Regions from separate parts of the Pan troglodytes genome. Here region 2 is linked to region 1. Evidence: chromatin contacts called from public Hi-C data. All regions are on one chromosome and are shown on one strand. The core of a region is the stretch at or near the end of the contact, and the rest is flanking DNA. Distances in the headings are between cores, read along the strand shown. Region 1 holds the start of TRA2B (transformer 2 beta homolog). Region 2 holds the start of ETV5 (ETS variant transcription factor 5).

Region 1 (3,728 bases), core at 446-2,945:
CAAAGGAAATAACGGCGCCGTAAATGGTTGCCCGCCAATTTCTCCTTCACAATCCCGTGGAAATGCGATGTCCACAAAATCATCTTAGCGACTTTGTGGTCTGTCCTAATAGAATACTGATACAGATTTTTGCCTGGGAAGCCCTTTCAGCATCAGAGAAAAGCGCTTCATTTAGGCCAAACACAAAGCCCTCACGCAATCCCCTCCACCTAACGGGCCCAGAACTTAGTCGGCCTTGGATTAGTTTCCATCTTAAGAGGCCCCAAAGACATCCCAGACTCCGTCCTTTCCGTGGAGGCAAAGACGGTCCTTCGTTAACCTAAACACCGGCCCAAAGACCCAAAAGAACGTCGTCCGTCCCCTTGCACCCCACCACGCGGCCTTACGAAGCGCGGCCCGCTGCGGGTCGGGTCCGCGTTGCCGCGCGGCTTCTCCGCCATTTTGTGCCTCTGGCAGCTCGCCCAGCCCGCCAGCCCAAGATGGCTGCGGCGGACCTTCGCAGGAGAGCAACGCCGAAATAAGATATCGCTCCCCTCCCCCAACACCGCGGGGACGCAGCGGCCATTTTCATCTTCCCCCTCTTATAACGGGAAAAACGGCCGTCTCGGGCAGCAGCCACATAAACCCGCCGGTGGCCTCCCTCCTTCACGACCTAAGGCACTATCCACAAGGGCTTTTTTTGGTTAAATGCTGTCTCCCTTGCCTGCCCTCCCGGCTTCAGACTTCGGAGCCTAAAACGCCCCTGCCTCCTGGCCCGAGGCCGACGGGCCTAGAAAAAGATGCAAGGAGCTAGGACCACACAGCCACCCCCTACCGCAGCTCTACGTACCCGCTCGCCGTAGTTCTGCTCGCCGCTGTCGCTCATGACTCCTGGCTGCTGTCGCCGGTCGATGTGCTTCAATCGAAGCTGCCAACCTCTTGCACCTTCCTTAAGGAGGCTCCGCCGCAGCCCCGCACGACGCGCCGGTCGCCCAGCCGCTCAGAGCCGAAACGCTCCGCACCGCCTCCGCACGGGCTCTAACTCTACCGGATGTGACGCGGCGCTCCTTAGCCAGGCTCCTCCCCTCCCAGAAACGCGCGCTTTCTTGGCCTCGCCCCTCCTCGCTCTGCCTTTCCTCTCCAGCCGCAGCGCGTCCCGCACAGGAAGTGACGTGACCCCGCCCCTCGCAGGGCCCCACCCCCATTCACGAGCCTCTATGAGGCGGGAAAGCTAGCGTGTTGTTTGGCCGCTGTAGTGGGCGCCACGGAGCCACAGTGATGTCACCAGCCACTTCTGAATCCCTTCTAGAACTTTCCAGGGAACCTGCCGAGAGTGCAGGGAGGAGGGAGATGCTGTTTCCCCCAATCTCAATTCCTTTCTCCGCCTTATTAGTTTCTTGTTTTGTGTCTTTCCTTTGTTAGAGAAGTGAATGTTCGTACATTGGGTTCTTACTTAATTTTGTCTTACTTGTAGATATTTCCTTCCTGAATACGTCTTCATTTAAAAAAGGTCAGATCGGGCTGGGCGCGCTGGCTCACGCTGTAATCCTTCCACTTTGGGAGGCCGAGACGGGTGGATCACGAGGTCAGGAGATCGAAACCATTCTGGCTAACCCAGTGAAACTCCATCTCTACTAAAAATACAAAAAAATTAGCCAGGCGCGGTGGCGGGCGCCTGTAGTCCCAGCTACTTGGGAGGCTGAGGCAGGAGAATGGCGTGAACCCAGGAGGCGGAGCTTGCAGTGAGCCGAGATCGCGCCACTGCACTCCAGCCTGGGCGATAGAGCGAGATTCCGTCTCAAAAAAAAAAAAAAAAAAAAGGTCAGATCGGCCGGGCGCGGTGGCTCACGCCTGTAATCCCAGCACTTTGAGAGGCCGAGGCAGGCGGATCACATGGTCAGGAGTTCGAGACCACCCTGGCCAACATGGTGAAACCCAGTCTCTACTAAAAATACAAAAAAATTAGCCGGGAGTGGTGATGCACGCCTGTAATCCCAGCCACTCGGGAGGCTGACGCAGGAGAATCGCTTGAACCCGGGAGGCGGAGGTTGCAGTGAGCCGAGATCGGACCGCTGCACTCCAGCCTGGGCGACAGAGCGAGACTCTGTCTAAAAAATAAATAAATAAAAATAAAAAAGGTCAGATCTTAATACACAGGAATCAGACACAATCTCTATTCTAAAGTTACAACGTAATGTGCTAGAACCGTTAAACACAATTAGAAAAAATGATTGTAAGTGCCAGAGGCATGTATAACTACAGGGGTGTCACAAGGAGGGAAGATTAATTCTGCCATTTCGTAAGAGAATATAGTTGGATTATAGTGAGAAGAGCCCAAGACCAAGTCGGATACTTTCTTTCTTTTTTTTTTTGAGACGGAGTCTTGCTTTGTCGCTCAGACTGGAGTGCAACCGCGCGATCTCGGCTCACTGCAACGTCTGCCTCCCGGGTTCAAGTGATTCTCCTGCCTCAGCCTCCGTAGCAGCTGGAATTACAGGCGCCTGCCAACACGCCAGGCTAATTTTTTGTATTTTTTATAGAGACAGAGTTTCGGCATATTGGCCAGGCTGGTCTCCTGGGCTCAAGCGATCCTCCCACCTCGGCCTCCCAAAGTGTTGGGATTACAGGCGTGAGCCACTTCCCCCAACCCCCAAGTCGGATACTTAATTCCTCTACACTTCAGTCTCCCCATCCATTGAAAAGGTGGTACCTGGCTGATGAGGCACTTTGATACTGGTAAAGGGTCATTTGATTTTTTTTTTTTTTTTTTTTTGAGACAGGGTCTCTCTGGCTCTGTCGTGCAGGCTGGAGTGCGGTGGCTCATTGCACCTCCCAGTCTCAAGTGATCCTCCTGCCTCAGCCCCATATCCCCAACTCCTGATTTTTTTTTAACAGCTTTATTGAGATACAACTCACCTACTATGCAGTTCCCTTATTTAAAGTGTACAGTTCAAATGGCTTTTATTCACAGAATTGTGCAACCCAACCATCACCACAATTTTAGAGTAGTCTCATCACATTAAGAAAAGAAACACTCATTAATAGTCATTTTGCATCCCTCGTCCTCTTCACTCCTCACAACCCTCCCAGTCCTAGGCAATCACAAATCTTTCTTTCTCAATAGATTAACCTATTCAGGACATTTTATACGAATGGAATCATATGGTATGTATCTTTTGTAACTGGCTTCCTTGGCATACGTTTTCACGGTTCATCCATGTTGTAGAATGTACTACTATTTCATTCTTTTTCATTGTCAAGTTATATTCAGTTGTATGGATATATGACATTTTATTTATCCATTCATCATTTAATAGACATTTGGATAGTTTCCATTTTTTAACTTATGAATAATCCTGCTGTGAACATTCATGTACAAATTTTTGTACGAGCACATGTTTTTATCTCTCTTAGGTATACACCTAGGAATGGAATTGCTGGATTGTATAGTAACCCTACGGTTAATTTGGGGGGAAACTGCCAAACGGTTTTCCACAGTGGCTGCATTCATTTTACATTTCACACTGCCACCAGCAGTGTATGTGGCTTCCAATTTCTCCACATCCTCACCAATACTTGTTATATTGTATTTAAAAAAATTGACCAGGCGTGGTGGCTTATGCCTGTAATCCCAGCACTTTGTGAGGCCGAGGTGGGCGGATCACCTGAGGTCAGGAGTTTGAGACCAGCCTCAACATGGCGAAACCCCGTCTCTACTAAAAATACAAAGTTAGCCGGGTGTGGTGGTA
Region 2 (3,728 bases), core at 711-3,210, 180 kb after region 1:
TCATAACTTCCTAGAAAAACACTCGCGCCAGCCTGCCTGCGTGCCCCGTCCAAACACCACAAGAAATGTTCAGAATAACGCCTCTCTCAAATGCCACCAAACCGTATACAAAATCTGAGAAACCTCAGCAGTGAGTTGAGGGGCATGAAAGAGAGTGCTCTGTCGCTTAGGAAAATCTGTCAGATGAAATGATGGCCTTAGACATTTTGTGAATGTGTTAGGAGGAAGGGGACAACCAGTAGAAGACGGGAGGGGGAGATATTTTTCAGTCTCATGATGAAATACTTCACCCGGAAGAGCAAAAAAAAAATTCTAAAAAATTAAAAGAAATAAACTGCCATAAACGAACGGAAAAGAGGCATTCCAGGGTTAGAAAAATTGTATTCCAAGTATAATTTTTTTAAAAGCCTGAAGGAAAGGCTCGAGTTCATCCAGGAGTTTAAACCACTTCCTTTGCCCCCCCACCACCCGCGCCCCGGGCGCCCCCAGGAAAACTTTAGCACAGCGCAGCGGCGCGATCCAGGCCCCTCCCCTGTGGCGCGCAGCGGGCCCGGTTTTATGAATGGGAGAGCGAGCCGCGGCCGCCACATCAGGTAGAGGCTGTAACTGGATCTCTAGCGCTGGGCCCCATTCACAAAACAAGACACACTTCCACCCAATTCTCAGCCTTCCCCATTCATGAAAACTCCTTCGGCTGCGCCCCCGCCCCCATTTCCAACGCACGCCCAGCCTCCGACGCAGGCCCCTCACCCCAGCGTTTTAGGAAGAAAGCTCAATGCTTCATTCACAAAAAGGGAAGAAAAAAAAAAAAAGCCGCAGGGAGCAGCGAGCCAACGAAAGAAACCCGCTTCATTCATAAAGTCACCCACATTCATAAAAACGAGGTGCGGCGCCCGGCGCTACCAACCGCTTCCAATCCCCCCACCCCCAACATCTCTCCCTGGCACCCCCTCCTCGACCAGGAGTTCGGTTCCCCCCCCGAGTTTTCTCCACCCTCTGAAAATGCGGCCGGAACCCTAATCCGCTGCGAGGCTCCAGCATCTTTCGGTGCTGTCCCCTCCACACCCGTGTTATCCCCACCATCCCCAGGCCGCTGTTCCGGTGCGCCCCGATTTTCTCGAGTCGCCGCACAGCCCGACGCCCTCAGCCTGCTGGGTGGGAGCAGGGCGACTGGATGTCCACTTTCCACCACCTGAAACTTGCAAGGCCTGCGTAAGTTCCTGGTCGACCCCCGCCCCCGCAGGCTGCACTTGCCTGTGTCATTTACCCCCTCCCAGTGCTCTGGGGGGCAGCGCCTCTCAGACATTCCCCTCAAACTGCTTCCCGCCCCCTCCTCCCAACTGCGGAGCTCCGCCAAGCGTCTCTTCTCGCGAGCCTCCAAGTCCCCTCGGGGCTCTCGAATCTCCAGAGACTGAAAGCCTCGCAACTCCGCGATCCCCCATCCACTCGGGAGCCCCCGCACTCGCGCTCGGCGCGCCTCCCCCACGACGTGTGGAAAGCCGCTCTCCCCGCGCTCCGGAACCGTTAGCCGCACCCGCCCGACGCCTCCCAGGAACCAAACCGGACCGGGCCGCGGGGGGAGGGGGCGGTCAACCCGGGGGGGGTCACCCCAGCTACTGCACCCCGACTTTGAAGATTCTGAATCAGCCCGTGAACTCTAGCCGGCTGGGCCTGTCGGACCAGTGGCCGGACGCCCCTTCCGATCTCCCCCCTGCCCCCGCAAAGCCCCCTCACCTGAGGCGGCCGCTCTCCTCCCCTTGCAGCGGCCCCGGCGGCGCAGGCGCGCTCACGCACGCGCGCACCGGGCCTGGGCGCCTGGGCGAAAGGCTGGGCCGAACCGCTCCGAAGACGGTGAACCGCTCCGCGCACCAGCGGCTGGACTCTGCGCCGCAGCTGCCAACCAGGCTGGAGCGCTGGCCCGGCCCCCCGCGGCTCGCTGCTCCGCCCGCCGCCATTGGCCCGCGGCCCTAGCCCAGCCTTGTTCCCATTGGCCAGAGGCCGTTCCCGCGGCTGTCCATCACCTCTTGTTTACCCTGTCTGCGGGCAAATCCAACCAAGCCGCCCCATCAACTCCGGCCCCCATTGGCCAGCAGTGCATCTCTCTCCACCCCCTCAGGGGTCTGTTTTACATAATTTATGCACCGGGGGCCATTGGCCAATCAGCACAGGCTTGTTTATATAATGAATGTAAGGACGTTTTTCATTCATAAAAAACGCGACCTGAGGGGGAAGCTTAGCTGAGTCAGTGAAGTACTTAAAGGGGCCGAGGCCAGGAGGAGCCGCCGTTACTTCCCTTCTCGCCGCTGTCCCGACTTTTCACCGAGGCACGACTCTTCCCCCTTACCCACTCACCCCCACTTCTCCATCCAGCAAAGCCCCGACCAGAATTGGGTCTCTTGGCGCCAGACGTTCGCAGCTGCAGCACCAAGCAAAGTTATCATTTTAGAATTCAGGGGAGAGGAATTCATCATTCCACACAAACTCGCTGACCGACCTGGGCGTTTAGCCCACAGAAACACAGAAAACGGAAACCGAGCCCTCTAATCTTAGTTACCTTTAAGAGAGGCCTTAATTTCTTTTAACCAGGTTTCCAGTGGGAAGAATAAGCAGCATCTGCTTTTAAAATCTCAGCTCTCAAACAGATTTTAGTTACTATTTTGTACTGGCAAGGCCTAAGGCCCAACCAAATCCCGTTTTCTCTTTAACTGCGGCTCGTAACCTCCGCCAGAGTGGGTTCCGTAGTCGAGGTGAGACCGGGTTCGGGCTCAAAGAAATCCTCTCCGGGGACAGCAGCAGCCAGTCCACCGACCTGGAAACCTAAATCCCTCCGAAACGGGCATGCAGACTCAGACTTTTTGCCTCCCTCCCCGGGCTGCTTGTTTTCCATTTAAGTATTGAATGCAAGATGGTGTATTTGCGAATTAGATCCCGTGCAGCTGGGAACGACGAGAAGCGGCTCTGCTTGCCAAACGATAGGGCACTAACTGCAATTGCTGAGATTCTTAACAGGGTGTTCCAGGAAACAAATAAACAAACAATCCTCTCCCCTCTCCGCCCCCTTACCCCCTCCTGTGAAGGCCGTGGGGCAGCTCTATCTTCTCCCCGGGGGTGCTGGGGGCCTGTGACGGAGCTCTGTTCTCGTCCTGCTGGAGTGCCCTGCCATTCACGCCGCGTGCCAGCGGTGGGGAGGAAAGATGCTAAGTGACAGGAGAAAGCCCCTAGCAATGGGGGTCCCAGGGTGGCCAACTCTGGGGCAGTTCCTGCCCCTGCCACCCCCACACTTAAGTCAAAAGTTGCCTACCTTCTTTCCTATCTCCACTTGTGTCTCTTAAACAGAGCGGACACTTGGTCTGTCGTTTATAGCCCTTGAAATGTTGGCGTGTCCCTAAGCAACCTGCAGCACCCGTGTTGAGTCCTGGGCTCAGCACTGACCAGGCACGCTGGAGCTGTTGACTTTGGAAGACTGAAATGGGCATGAGTTGATGGATGGAAAGTGCTTTGAACATATAACAAGCAGTTCCTTGAGATCTAGTTTCCTGGTAGAACATTTTGCTTCCGACTCCAGTTTTCCCTTAGTGCCCTTTTTCTTTTTCCAGGTGGTACCGTTTCTGTTTGGTGGCTGGAGATCTTACACTAGTACAGTTGTGCTCTGAGCTTATTGCTGACATTCCTGAGAGCTCTATCTCCCTAGCTAGATGAAGGGCCCAGGTAAGCTCCCAGATCCTCCT

Evidence for each region. A called contact is a pair of places that touch in the nucleus more often than the background predicts.
Region 2: a contact with region 1 is called in a Hi-C map of stem cell-derived neural progenitor cells, with 5 times the contacts expected there. The contact joins the promoter of ETV5 here to the promoter of TRA2B in region 1. A contact is called at or near these places in 1 of 7 Hi-C or Micro-C datasets (stem cell-derived neural progenitor cells) and 1 of 1 datasets of contacts at active chromatin or transcription factors (stem cell-derived excitatory neurons).

What each region holds. Positions count from the first base shown.
Region 1 is chr2:189,115,103-189,118,830 of NHGRI_mPanTro3-v2.0_pri, forward strand. It overlaps TRA2B (transformer 2 beta homolog), which reads right to left and starts at 1,696. Exons shown (of 9, transcript XM_530672.8): 1 at 830-1,696. The coding sequence starts at 865.
Region 2 is chr2:189,289,849-189,293,576 of NHGRI_mPanTro3-v2.0_pri, forward strand. It overlaps ETV5 (ETS variant transcription factor 5), which reads right to left and starts at 1,961. Exons shown (of 13, transcript XM_001152492.7): 1 at 1,735-1,961.